Linked DNA regions of Pan troglodytes: region 2 is linked to region 1. A link is a contact called in public Hi-C data. All regions are on one chromosome and are shown on one strand. The core of a region is the stretch at or near the end of the contact, and the rest is flanking DNA. Distances in the headings are between cores, read along the strand shown.

What was found. Hi-C and Micro-C count contacts between places; a contact is called where the count stands out from the background.
Region 2: a Hi-C map of stem cell-derived neural progenitor cells shows a contact between it and region 1, with 5 times the contacts expected there. The contact joins the promoter of IRS1 here to the enhancer-like site in region 1. A contact is called at or near these places in 2 of 7 Hi-C or Micro-C datasets (induced pluripotent stem cells and stem cell-derived neural progenitor cells) and 1 of 1 datasets of contacts at active chromatin or transcription factors (stem cell-derived excitatory neurons).

The regions. Positions count from the first base shown.
Region 1 is chr13:128,718,481-128,725,433 of NHGRI_mPanTro3-v2.0_pri, reverse strand. No RefSeq gene overlaps it. Among named protein-coding and RNA genes, the nearest start is that of IRS1, 320 kb to the left of the region's middle. Within about 2 kb of position 3,138, at least 5 of the 24 cell types and tissues checked have an H3K27ac peak or open chromatin away from gene starts, as enhancers often do. A contact at or near this core is called in stem cell-derived neural progenitor cells, where this site is marked.
Region 2 is chr13:129,037,210-129,044,527 of NHGRI_mPanTro3-v2.0_pri, reverse strand. It overlaps IRS1 (insulin receptor substrate 1), which reads left to right and starts at 2,897. Exons shown (of 2, transcript XM_003309496.6): 1 at 2,897-7,318. The coding sequence starts at 4,030.

The DNA of each region.
Region 1 (6,953 bases), core at 1,889-4,388:
AATTATTTGTGTCTATATGTTGTTAGATGATACATTATTTGAAGGAAGTAGCCATGTATTCACCTTATAACTGAATTCAATATCAGGCATAGAACAGATGTTTGATAAGTATTTGTTACCTAGAACAATGAAAAAACAAACAATTTGTTACCTAGAACAACAGCAAGAAACTTCAGGTCCTCTCATTTGGTAATCAGTGTCTTTTAAGCTCTTGGTAAAGTAACACTCTGTAAAAAATACTTATTTTACATCACAACTTAGAACACACTGACACAAACGCAACTGATAGTTTTATAATACAGCATTTTCTACCTTTAATATGTGTGAGGTACACTGATGTTTTCTATTCTGTTCTAGTTTTAAAATTTGGTCTGACCCACCAAATTGATTTCATAACCCAGCTGGTTGTGGCCCACAGTTTGAAAAGCATTATTTCTTCTTTGTGGCTTTAGGAAGATCTATTTATTTCATCTGGTTTCAGAGCAATCTGTTCTGTTTTAAAGGTTATCAAAGATTCATATTATTGTAGCCATCTTCAAAACACTTGTTCTACTAGAAATAATCAATGTGTAAATTAAATGTTATTTTAATAGTCTCTAATTGCTAAATTTCTTCCAGTGCTTCTCTTATATATTTTGTTGGAGAGATAAGCAAGTAAAAAGTTATCTAATCCTGGTTTTACTTAGTGCATAAGAGATTTTACCATATTCCATAATGGAATATAAGGAGTGAAGTGCCAAAAAGTTCAGGTGCCCTGAGAGCTGGCCAGTAGCCACCACATATAACATATTTGAATTCATACAACAAGGAATCAGTTTCCAAGAAACATGCAAAAGGATGTTCTTGAAATAACTACCTGGAGAATTCAAAGTCTTAGCAACTGATTATAATTCTTGACTCCAAACCTACAGAAGAAAAAATACTGAGGAAAACCATTTCTATGATCCAGAAAGTTAACACCACAAATCAACTTACAAAAACACTTAATGACACACCATGGCCATTCTGCTGTGCTTAGGTTATAATGGGGCAATGACTTATTGAGAAACTTTCATTGGAAAATAGATAGTCGAGGACAGGTCCTCCTCTCTGAAGTCAGAGAGAACTAGTCACCCTCTTCCTGACCTCCATGATCTTACTGCCCACTGATAGGCTATCCTGAGTAGAAGGGAGATAAGATGGCCCTTCTGGACAACTCAAAGGGATCCCTTTTGAAAGTGAAAATGTTTTGAAGTTTTTTCATGCCTAAGCTAAACACAGGCACTGCATCTTCTTATATGTTAACATGGGGCTTTTGATAGGTAGACACCATCTTCTAAATCCAGCAACACCACTGGAGTCTGATGGCTGGTAGAAGAATAATGTAAATTTTTCCAAAATGCTTTGAATCTCTGGTTCAGTCAATATAATTTTATTCTTTAGAGCTACATGGTCCCATAAGGTAGGATTAGCCACGTAGGGCTATGTCAACTAAAAGTAATTAAAATTAAACAAAATGAAAAATTCAGTTCTTTAGTCAGAGTGATTCCACATCAAGTGCCTAGTATCCATTACTGTGGAAGGTTCTATTGGTTCTGTACAGTGCTGTCTATAGGCATTTCATTTTATTAACATCTGATGTCTTTGGTCGCTTGCTTGATTGCTAAAAAAGGAAAAGTGGCAGGGTGGTGGAGCCTTGCTTGTCCATGTTAGGAAAACATTTATTTCAGCCTCTACAGGGCTTCTTATCTAAAAGTCTTCTATGCTCTCTCTTATTGGGTCCTTTACATGGGTCCATTCCAGCTCCTGCCTTGATCCTGTCTAATCAGTCCTTCTCACTGCTTCCAGCGTTAGCATTCTTTTTTTTTTTTGTTTTTTTTTTTTTGTTTTTTTTGAGATGGAGTCTGGCTCTGTTGCCCAGGCTGGAGTGCAGAGGCACGATCTCGGCACACTGCAAGCTCCGCCTCCCGGGTTCACGCCATCCTCCTGCCTCAGCCTCCCGGGTAGCTGGGACTACAGGCGCCTGCCACCACGCCCGGCTAATTTTTTATATTTTTAGTAGAGACGGGGTTTCACCGTGTTAGCCAGGACCAGGGTTAGCATTCTTAACCACAGGGCAATGGAAGTTATTTTTTTCCTAGGAAAACTTCAACTCTTCCCCATTACTCACAGAGTAACTTTTACTTTTCTTGATTTGGATTTGATCTGGCCCGAACCAACCCTTTCAGCTCTTTTTCTGTTTCTCTGACTATCCTATGCCCTGGCCACACTCAAATTCAAACACCCTTGGCTGCCTACCCACATATCTTTAGTCTTTTGCTCATGCTGTTCCTTGGAGCTCTAGGAAACGTGTCCATGCATCTTGGTTCAGTTTATGTGCCAGAACCTTTGTGAAAACTTCACAATCTTGCTGAACCAAAGTGTGTCACTATCTTGTCTAAGTGCTCACAGCACTTGCAGTTCTATTACATTTTTTTTTCCACTTAAATTTTTACGTGTTTAACTCTCCTACTGGGTGATAAGCTTTTTGATGCACAAGATCTTGCACCTCTGTGTCCTGCATAGCTTTCTACACATAGCTGTTTAACAAGAAATACACAAAGAGAGTTGAATTTAATTTGGGGTGAGGATAGAAAAAATGGTTAACTGGAGTCAGGGAGGGTGTGCTTAGAGAACCATTGCTGGGGGTTGTGTAGGATTATAAAGGATGCAGACTGGAGGAGGACTGAGGTTAAGATGAGAAACCTACCCTTGGCAGTGCTGAAAAACATAACAGAATTGTGCGGCAGCACTGCAGGCTGCCAATGTTTCATAGGTCACAAAACACCACGAGGCATTCCTCCTGATGGAGGTCAACCTCCAGCAGAGTGAGTCACTCTCTCCCTGTGCCCATGAGGCCCTTAATCCATGGCTCTGCAATATTCCAAGGCCTCAGGCTGAGCACTTCCTGGTGTCAGGGCCACCCTCTTGCTCTATCCTGCCTCCTTACCATGCACACTGCCCCATCCATCCTAGGGCCCAGTTTCATGCATCCCATAAGGAAGTTCGCAGTAAATTCTGACTGAATAAATTCAACCGTGAGCTAAGACCTGAGTGAAGGTAACCACAGGCAGAATGTAAAGCATGTAGATTGCCGAGTACAAACAGGAATGCGGAACATGTTGCCGGAGTAATTTTATTTATTTTCAAACAGCGCAGGGTCTTTGGGTCATCTCCACCATTTAACCCAGCGGTATCTTGGCATCCCTGGAATGCTGAATGCTGTTTGATCAGTCATCACTTTTGAGGTCTCCTTTCCACAAAAGGGCCTGTTTTTACTGAAGATAAAACTCTCTTTCCTTGTCTTCAAAAGGAAGCTCAGTACATTACAAAAAAAAAAAAAAAAAAATTCCCCCTTTGACTTTTCTCACTCTAAGTTTCCCAGGGGTCGATGTGAAGTGAAGGAGAATGTGGAGAATTGGAGCTGGAAGTGTTAGGAACCTTTTCCACGAATGGGAGGGAAGTTCATCAAAGCACATGTGTGGTCAAAGAAGCTTAAAAATAAACCTGATTTCTAACACAGAAAAGAAAAATTCATTAAGCTTTCAATAAGCTGCTTTTTTCAAGGAATAAAAAAATAAAAAAAAAAAGAGAAAGAAATGTCTGCCAACAGAGGAAAAGGCAATACACTCTTCCAAAAGGATCTTTTGAGTAAAAGGAACATGTAAATTCCAAGAAAAGTTAGTTAGAAAGAACAGTTTATTCTCACTGGTTCCTTCTCATCACATCAGTATTTATTTCCCCAAATGCCCTTTATTTATTCATTTTAAAGTATCATAGGTGTCTACATGTTGGTCAGGGCATAAAGAACTTTTCTTACCGCAAAGACCCTTTGGGACACCAAGCAGAGACCTCAGCTATCCTTTTAAATTCTCAGGACTCTGAAACCTAATGTCTGCGTAGACAAACAGGAGGGCTGCTGGAAGAAGGCAGGAGCCCAAGTAGTTAGCACATAGGCCGCTTACCAAGAAAATCACCAGGGTGTTCCAGCGTGAGCTGGTTTGACATCAATCCATACGATGGGGTTAGCGTGTGCCAGCTTCAGACTGTGTAACTTCTATTTACCGAAACTGTAACACATACTCATTGTGAGCTACAATTATCCACAGTTTAGTATGTTTATGAAACTATTTTGTGGTTATTTATTAAAAATAAAATTTATGTGTGCTTATTGAAGCTATATTTTGGCAGGCAAAAGAGGTTGGCAGAAATGTCTGAGTCAACAGCGGGCACTAGCCACTCTTTATGTCGTCATATAAAAACTTGTCAAATAATATTTAGTTTTTAATCTTCAGTTGCAAACATAAGGTTAGTCATGAAAAATATTCTGTGAGTTGGTCTCCTTGAAACAGGAGACTGAGTGTTTGGATTTAACTAAAGGTGATAATTAAGTTTCTGGCTTGTTTAAGGGTGATCTGTTATCCCTTTTCTCCCACCAACTTCTACTACCTGTTGTTTTATCCATGTTCCTCTTCCTCATGTCTTTAAGAGCTGTTTCATAATGATTTTTCATAATATGAGCTGTTTATCTACCAATACAAAAATGCAAAGACAAATATATTACTCGTGATCAAGGATAAATTATCCTGCCTGTATAGTCATGGTAGTATTCTCTTGGAGATCTTTTGGGAGCAAATGGATTATTTATTTTTTCTGAAATTTTTAGTTAATTATTTTATTTATTTATTGAGACAGGGTCTTGCTCTGTTTCCCAGGCTGGAGTGCAGTGGTGCAATCACAGCTCACTGCAGCCTCAAATTCCTAGGCTTAAGCCATCCTCCCACCTTAGCCTTCCAAGTAGCTGGGAGCACAGGTGCATGCCACCGCACCTGGCTAATTTTTCTCCCTATGTTGCCCAGGTTGGTCTTGAACTCCTAGGGTCTAGCAATTCTCCCACTTCAGCCTCCCAAAATGCTGGGATTACAGGTGTGAACCACCACACCCAGCTAGTTATTTAAATCACTATACTTACTTTCCAAGGGCCTTTTAAGAAGGAGGGTCTTCTTTTTTTTTTTTTTTTTTTGTTTTGTTTTGTTTTGTTTTGTTTAGTTTTTAGAAGGAGGTTCTTCTTAAAGTGGCTACAGTTAGCTTCAGGAATGTATAGTCCATCATAATTAACTATGTGTACTTACACACAAACTGGAATCATAGGAGTTTGTTCATAGGGATCCTGAATGGATAGAAAAATGGCATTAAGTAAGGGGCCTTGGGATTAGAAAGGATATTCTATGAATAGGTGGAAAAAGGAATTCTTTGTCTTTGACTCTACTTGCATAAAGATTCAACAGGAGAAGAGGAAAGATTTAGTATGGAATTGTTCAAGAATAAATCTTTCCTAAAGGGGAGATTCTGAGATGTGATAAATTGGAGTTGAAAAGACAGCCCAATGTACTTCTTGCTACTTCCTTAAATACCTTGAGTATGAGTCACTGCTGAGGTTGTGCTTTAGTTTTCCTTGAAAGAATTTCTGATCTCAACCGTAGAAGACATTTGTAAATTTTATATGTCAATTGTCTCTCGTGTCTCTGGAGTTTTGCTTTGGTTCTAGTAGAAGATCTGTTTTGAGCATGTCCTTGTTGACAGCGATTTGGTCCTGCAACAGAGTATTTGCTGCCAAGTAACCTAATCCACACACATTTTATTTATTTATTGAGTATCTTTTGTGAGCAAAGCTCTGTGCCAGGTGCTATAGAGAATGTACACCTAAGAGCCATTCCTCTAAGAAGGATGTAAAGTGAAAAAATGTGTTATCTATGAGTGGTCTCTATACTATAGTCTACAGTAGTTTGGATGCCATCATTGGGTTGAAACCTTATTTTGGATGAACCAAACACAATAATTCTGAGAACTGCAGGAATTTGGTATATTTGAAAACAAACATGCAGCAGAATAGGGCAAGAGAGTGGAAGGGAGGAATGTGTCTGGATCAGTAGGATCCAAATGAACCCATCACATGGTTTCAAAAGTCTTGTAGATAGCGTTCCCGAGGATGCAATTTGAGCCAGAGTCTGGTGAGAAGGATGTTCACTAGAAGGACTAGTCTTGGATTAACACATGTGGAAGCAGGAGAAGGAAGAAGGATTGGGCAGAGAGATAAGGGGCACTGGGGTTTGGGCCCAGTGACAGCCTTGGTTGACCCCATGAGGAGCAGTGGAACTATAATGGTTCTCCAGGGAGGTCCCCAGTTGGGTTGAGATGATTGGGCTTTTATACCTTCACATTGACCAATGATTGGATGAGGGCCTCCCCAGGATGGAGTGTGACCTCCTGGGTCAAGGCAGTTCTTTGCAGCTGCAACAACCCTGAAGGGGCTGGCAACACTCTCAGCCCGTGGACAACAAGTCTTTATTGAAGGGGGATCTGAGTGGTGCACCTTGGTGTCTACCTCAAAAATCTTATTTGCATTTAAAAAAAAATCATGTTTTCAGTTTTGGGAGAATAGTTTAGTGAGGAACAGAGTAGGAGTGGAAACCAATTAGAACACTTTTGAAATTGTTCAATGGAAGATGATCATGATGGTTTGAACTGCAAAGTTACTGTAAAATGGCAGAGTAGTAAATGGAACCGAAAGGCATTTTTTGACATAGATTTTATAGGAATAGGAAATGGATTCGATGGGTTACACAAGGGATAGAAATATACCTAGGATAAATCTGAGTCTTGCCATGAGCAAGTGGGAAAATAGAGATACCATTTATAGAGGAGGGACTTCTTGAGAAGAATTGTGAGCAGGGGCAGAAATGGGACTGAAGACTATTGGTGATTCAGCCAAGTGGCGTGCAGCCATGCAGAAAGTTGGATACATAATTCTGGAGCTTAGGAAGAAGGTCTGGAATGTTGTTTTATAATATGTTGCTGTGTTGCTGCAGAACCTCAGCAGGTGATAACTCCTAGGGAGGGAATGTGATAAACTGGGAAGGAGGTTCACAGAGAAG
Region 2 (7,318 bases), core at 1,648-4,147, 320 kb before region 1:
TTAGCCCTCTTTTAAAATGAACCTTAGCATATTACACAAATCGGCTCTAACTCTCCTATAGATGGCAGCATTGAGCAACAGATTTTGGTAATAGCTTGTTCTTCTGTTCCGTGAATTTTCAGTGGGGAGTAAATTTTTCATACAGTGTATTTCATTACAATACACCAAAAGACTAATTTGGCTTAGGTGACAGAATAATACCCATACTTGCTCAGCATTACGTCAGTGAGTTCCCACAAACGCGTCTCTTTCTATTCTATATATTACATGAACCAAATGTAAATGAATTTCCAGTTAGCCCATTAATAAAACAATTGTAGAGAACAATTGAATTTACTGTAGTATAATTATAACAAATATTAACCACCTTTAAATTGGTAGTAAAACATCAGCAAGTAGAAAAAATGGCACTAATATCCTATGATCAGTGATTATCTTCCATAGGAAACCCATTGGTCTGAACATAATTTGTCACAGCAGTGAGGCTTATTTCATAATTTTTATCGAATATTTAGCAACTGAAATTGTGTTTTTTAAAGCAGAAATGCTTTAACACTGAGAGATATATTTTTTAAAAGGTTTATTATCATAATTAGCTTTTTATGATCAAAATCCTTCCTATGAAGATAATTGTAAAGTACGTGCAAATAAATTTTCCAACCCTCCCCTCCTTCCAGAAAAGAGTATTTTTTCCCCCATAGAGGTACAGTACCTTTATTTAGCTTTTTTTGGGGGGTGGGGGGTGGAGGGACGGAGGTAGGGACAGGGCCATTTGAAAAGTAAATGTCCATGGATTTGATTTGTTGTCTTACAAAATGTTAAGTACTCCACTACCCCCATCCCAGCGCTAAACATCAAACCTGTAAAAAGCCCTTTGGCCTTATCTGGATTACATTGTTACTAGTAAACAACCCTTTTATAATCTCTCTTTTTTCTTGTCTAGGGTAAAACCAGGCACACAGTTACACTTTTCCACCAACTTCAGGCTTCTTTATTCTGCACCTCCCTGCCCTACCCCCTGTAAGGCACTCTATACTCCCAGAATTTCGGTCACTGTGAGTGTCGCCTCGCTTCCATTTCCAAATATCTGCTATTAATAGCCTTGCTGTAGTGGGCACGTGTGCCCACATCACCAAGCTGTCAGAGGAAAAGAAGGGAGGGCTTTCAATTCAACATGTGTACTCAAATTATAGATTAACCAGGTTTAGATGAGGCTGCATGACGACCGGGAACAGGAAGGGGAGAGGAGAAACGAGAGGCTCCCAGGCTTGGGTGGGGAGGAGCCCCTCTGCAGATGCCCAATCCCCCTAATTTACGTATCGCACACCTCTGAATGGCGCCTATGGTTCTTTTTCTCCTTCATCATCATCATCTTCTTTTTCTTTTTTTACTACGCTTTGCAACCTACCTTGGTACCCTCAACCCTTCTACCCCCACCTTCCCTCTGCAGTGCAAGGCTTGAAAAACAGGCCATCCCACCAATCAGCAGGCCTCCTCGGGAAACTCGCTCCGCCCCTCAGCCGCATTGGGCCGAGGCGCGCTCCCCCGCGGCCCGGCGGGTCCCAGCCACTGAGCATGCCCAGCGCCTCGACTGCTGAGTGCCCAGCCAGCATCCTGCAGTGCCTGGGAGCCTGAGGCCGAGGAGGGTCCCGGCGTAGTAAAGGGGCGGCAACCCCAAACGGGCCAGGCATCAAAATGAGACAGCATTAAACCGAGTGACATCTCTGTGGGTCCTTAGTGCCAGGCGAGCAAGCAGGGACAAACTGCTTGTTTATAGGTCAGCTTAAAAAATAAAAAAACTTTGGGGAGCGTTTGTTTGTGGGGAGACTGATACCGCAAGGTGACCCTGAAAGGGGCGCTTCAAGTAGACCCAGGCTGCTGATCTGGTCCACTCATGAAGTACCCATTTTCCTGTACAGTTGAGCTGGCACCATCCTTGTTTTCTCCCTGTTATCCTTGTGGTCAAGGTTAAAAATTTATAGGGTGGTTCAATGGGTGTGGGAGCTGTGTGTGAAACAAACATTTCAGCCAATATTTGCACAGTAGGGTTTTGGCCTTATGAACCCTCTGAAGGTCCCTAACAGCTTTTTAAAGTCACGGATAGACTTCGGAATATGATAAGGGACCTCTCATTTCCCCTCCCCCATGCCCTCAGCCTTAGGTGTGAGTCCCCCCGTCACACGGATGGGCAAGGGGAGCAGGAGAAAAGGTGATATTTACATTTTCTCCCTACTTGATCAGCAACTAATTCCACAGCGCCGGACGTGAGACACTTCCTGGGGATCCCTGCTCTCCTTTTGTAGTGACCATAACTGCCCCCAGTCACTGCCCTTGGGCGTCCCTCTGTTCCTTCCAGGTACCTCACGGCAATAAATCTGGGGATCCCAAGGTGGAAGGCTGGCCCAGAAGTCCTTTAGAAAAACCTTAAAAAATACAGATCCCCTCACCATGGCCTATCGCCCTGAAGCCGAAATCTAGCTTTTAAATTTCCTGGGGGAAACAGCCTTGACTAGAAACCTCCCTCCCGTGGGTCAGTTTTACCTGATAGGTAAGAGGCAGCCCGGCTCCGGCGCCCCCGCCTCCCCCCGGCCTCCCACTCGGGGCTCTGTAGCCGCAGTGCCCCCCCGTCGCCCCCCACCCTCACTCCTGCGTCTTCCCGAGCTCGCCCCCTCCCGTTTTCCCAGACTCCCCTCGTGCTTTCGGGTAGCCACCCAAACACCCCCGCCTGCGCCCGCCGCGGGGATTCCTGCGGGCCGGGGGCGCCCTGGGTGGCGCGCGTGTAGGGAGGCGCTGCGCCGGAGCTGGCGGCCGCGCAGGGGCGCTGTCCTAGCGCTGCGCCGGGGTCGGCGCGGGCGCCGCTGCAGCACGGCTGGGGGGCGGAGAGGGGCGGGCGCGGGGCGGGCTCGGCCCGGAATGTAGAGACCCGGGCGGGAGCCTCCCGGCGGCGGCTGCCCGGCTGCCGAGCGCGGAGGCTCCGTCACGTGTTTTTCTCCTCCGAGTGAGACGGCGGCGCGGTCGGAGGGGGCCGGCGCGCAGAGCCAGACGCCGCCGCTTGTTTTGGTTGGGGCTCTCGGCAACTCTCCGAGGAGGAGGAGGAGGAGGGAGGAGGGGAGAAGTAACTGCAGCGGCAGCGCCTCCCGAGGAACAGGCGTCTTCCCCGAACCCTTCCCAAACCTCCCCCATCGCCTCTCGCCCTTGTCCCCTCCCCTCCTCCCCAGCCGCCTGGAGCGAGGGGCAGGGATGAGCCTGTCCCTCCGGCCGGTCCCCAGCTGTACTGGCTGCCCAGTAGCGTTTCGCATGGAAAAGCCACTTTCTCCGCCCGCCGAGATGGGCCCGGGTGGGGGCTGCAGAGGACGCGCCCGCGGGCGGCGGCAGCAGCAGCAGCAGCAGCAGCAACAGCAACAGCAACAGCCGCAGCGCCGCGGTCTCTGCGATTGAGCTGGTATTTGGGCGGCTGGTGGCGGCTGGGACGGTTGGGGGGTGGGAGGAGGCGAAGGAGGAGGAGGGAGAACCCCGTGCAACGTTGGGACTTGGCAACCCGCCTCCCCCTGCCCAAGGATATTTAATTTGCCTCGGGAATCGCTACTTCCAGAGGGGAACTCAGGAGGGAAGGCGCGCGCGCGCGCGCTCCTGGAGGGGCACCGCAGGGACCCCCGACTGTCGCCTCCCTGTGCCGGACTCCAGCCGAGGCGACGAGAGATGCATCTTCGCTCCTTCCTGGTGGCGGCGGCGGCTGAGAGGAGACTTGGCTCTTGGAGGATCGGGGCTGCCCTCACCCCGGACGCACTGCCTCCCCGCCGGGCGTGAAGCGCCCGAAAACTCCGGTCGGGCTCTCTCCTTGGCTCAGCAGCTGCGTCCTCCTTCAGCTGCCCCTCCCCGGCGCGGGGGGCGGCGTGGATTTCAGAGTCGGGGTTTCTGCTGCCTCCAGCCCTGTTTGCATGTGCGGGGCCGCGGCGAGGAGCCTCCGCCCCCCACCCGGTTGTTTTTCGGCGCCTCCCTCTGCTCAGCGGCGGTGGTGGCGGTGGCAGCATGGCGAGCCCTCCGGAGAGCGATGGCTTCTCGGACGTGCGCAAGGTGGGCTACCTGCGCAAACCCAAGAGCATGCACAAACGCTTCTTCGTACTGCGCGCGGCCAGCGAGGCTGGGGGCCCGGCGCGCCTCGAGTACTACGAGAACGAGAAGAAGTGGCGGCACAAGTCGAGCGCCCCCAAACGCTCGATCCCCCTTGAGAGCTGCTTCAACATCAACAAGCGGGCTGACTCCAAGAACAAGCACCTGGTGGCTCTCTACACCCGGGACGAGCACTTTGCCATCGCGGCGGACAGCGAGGCCGAGCAAGACAGCTGGTACCAGGCTCTCCTACAGCTGCACAACCGTGCTAAGGGCCACCACGACGGAGCTGCGGCCCTCGGGGCGGGAGGTGGTGGGGGCAGCTGCAGCGGCAGCTCCGGCCTTGGTGAGGCTGGGGAGGACTTGAGCTACGGTGACGTGCCCCCAGGACCCGCATTCAAAGAGGTCTGGCAAGTGATCCTGAAGCCCAAGGGCCTGGGTCAGACAAAGAACCTGATTGGTATCTACCGCCTTTGCCTGACCAGCAAGACCATCAGCTTCGTGAAGCTGAACTCGGAGGCAGCGGCCGTGGTGCTGCAGCTGATGAACATCAGGCGCTGTGGCCACTCGGAAAACTTCTTCTTCATCGAGGTGGGCCGTTCTGCCGTGACGGGGCCCGGGGAGTTCTGGATGCAGGTGGATGACTCTGTGGTGGCCCAGAACATGCACGAGACCATCCTGGAGGCCATGCGGGCCATGAGTGATGAGTTCCGCCCTCGCAGCAAGAGCCAGTCCTCGTCCAACTGCTCTAACCCCATCAGCGTCCCCCTGCGCCGGCACCATCTCAACAATCCCCCGCCCAGCCAGGTGGGGCTGACCCGCCGATCGCGCACTGAGAGCATCACCGCCACCTCCCCGGCCAGCATGGTGGGCGGGAAGCCAGGCTCCTTCCGTGTCCGCGCCTCCAGTGACGGCGAAGGCACCATGTCCCGCCCAGCCTCGGTGGACGGCAGCCCTGTGAGTCCCAGCACCAACAGAACCCACGCCCACCGGCATCGGGGCAGCGCCCGGCTGCACCCCCCGCTCAACCACAGCCGCTCCATCCCCATGCCGGCTTCCCGCTGCTCGCCTTCGGCCACCAGCCCGGTCAGTCTGTCGTCCAGTAGCACCAGTGGCCATGGCTCCACCTCGGATTGTCTCTTCCCACGGCGATCTAGTGCTTCGGTGTCTGGTTCCCCCAGCGATGGCGGTTTCATCTCCTCGGATGAGTATGGCTCCAGTCCCTGCGATTTCCGGAGTTCCTTCCGCAGTGTCACTCCGGATTCCCTGGGCCACACCCCACCAGCCCGCGGTGAGGAGGAGCTAAGCAACTATATCTGCATGGGTGGTAAGGGGCCCTCCACCCTGACCGCCCCCAACGGTCACTACATTTTGTCTCGGGGTGGCAATGGCCACCGCTGCACCCCAGGAACAGGCTTGGGCACGAGTCCAGCCTTGGCTGGGGATGAAGCAGCCAGTGCTGCAGATCTGGATAATCGGTTCCGAAAGAGAACTCACTCGGCAGGCACATCCCCTACCATTAACCACCAGAAGACCCCGTCCCAGTCCTCAGTGGCTTCCATTGAGGAGTACACAGAGATGATGCCTGCCTACCCACCAGGAGGTGGCAGTGGAGGCCGACTGCCGGGACACAGGCACTCCGCCTTCGTGCCCACCCACTCCTACCCAGAGGAGGGTCTGGAAATGCACCCCTTGGAGCGTCGGGGGGGGCACCACCGCCCAGACAGCTCCACCCTCCACACGGATGATGGCTACATGCCCATGTCCCCAGGGGTGGCCCCAGTGCCCAGCGGCCGAAAGGGCAGTGGAGACTATATGCCCATGAGCCCCAAGAGCGTATCTGCCCCACAGCAGATCATCAATCCCATCAGACGCCATCCCCAGAGAGTGGACCCCAATGGCTACATGATGATGTCCCCCAGCGGCGGCTGCTCTCCTGACATTGGAGGTGGCCCCAGCAGCAGCAGCAGCAGCAATGCCGTCCCTTCCGGGACCAGCTATGGAAAGCTGTGGACAAACGGGGTAGGGGGCCACCACTCTCATGTCTTGCCTCACCCCAAACCCCCAGTGGAGAGCAGCGGTGGTAAGCTCTTACCTTGCACAGGTGACTACATGAACATGTCACCAGTGGGGGACTCCAACACCAGCAGCCCCTCCGACTGCTACTACGGCCCTGAGGACCCCCAGCACAAGCCAGTCCTCTCCTACTACTCATTGCCAAGATCCTTTAAGCACACCCAGCGCCCCGGGGAGCCGGAGGAGGGTGCCCGGCATCAGCACCTCCGCCTTTCCACTAGCTCTGGTCGCCTTCTCTATGCTGCAACAGCGGATGATTCTTCCTCTTCCACCAGCAGCGACAGCCTGGGTGGGGGATACTGCGGGGCTAGGCTGGAGCCCAGCCTTCCACATCCCCACCATCAGGTTCTGCAGCCCCATCTGCCTCGAAAGGTGGACACAGCTGCTCAGACCAATAGCCGCCTGGCCCGGCCCACGAGGCTGTCCCTGGGGGATCCCAAGGCCAGCACCTTACCTCGGGCCCGAGAGCAGCAGCAGCAGCAGCCCTTGCTGCACCCTCCAGAGCCCAAGAGCCCGGGGGAATATGTCAATATTGAATTTGGGAGTGATCAGCCTGGCTACTTGTCTGGCCCGGTGGCTTCCCACAGCTCACCTTCTGTCAGGTGTCCATCCCAGCTCCAGCCAGCTCCCAGAGAGGAAGAGACTGGCACTGAGGAGTACATGAAGATGGACCTGGGGCCGGGCCGGAGGGCAGCTTGGCAGGAGAGCACTGGGGTCGAGATGGGCAGACTGGGCCCTGCACCTCCCGGGGCTGCTAGCATTTGCAGGCCTACCCGGGCAGTGCCCAGCAGCCGGGGTGACTACATGACCATGCAGATGAGTTGTCCCCGTCAGAGCTACGTGGACACCTCGCCAGCTGCCCCTGTAAGCTATGCTGACATGCGGACAGGCATTGCTGCAGAGGAGGTGAGCCTGCCCAGGGCCACCATGGTTGCTGCCTCCTCATCCTCAGCAGTCTCTGCTTCCCCGACTGGGCCTCAAGGGGCAGCAGAGCTGGCTGCCCACTCGTCCCTGCTGGGGGGCCCACAAGGACCTGGGGGCATGAGCGCCTTCACCCGGGTGAACCTCAGTCCTAACCGCAACCAGAGTGCCAAAGTGATCCGTGCAGACCCACAAGGGTGCCGGCGGAGGC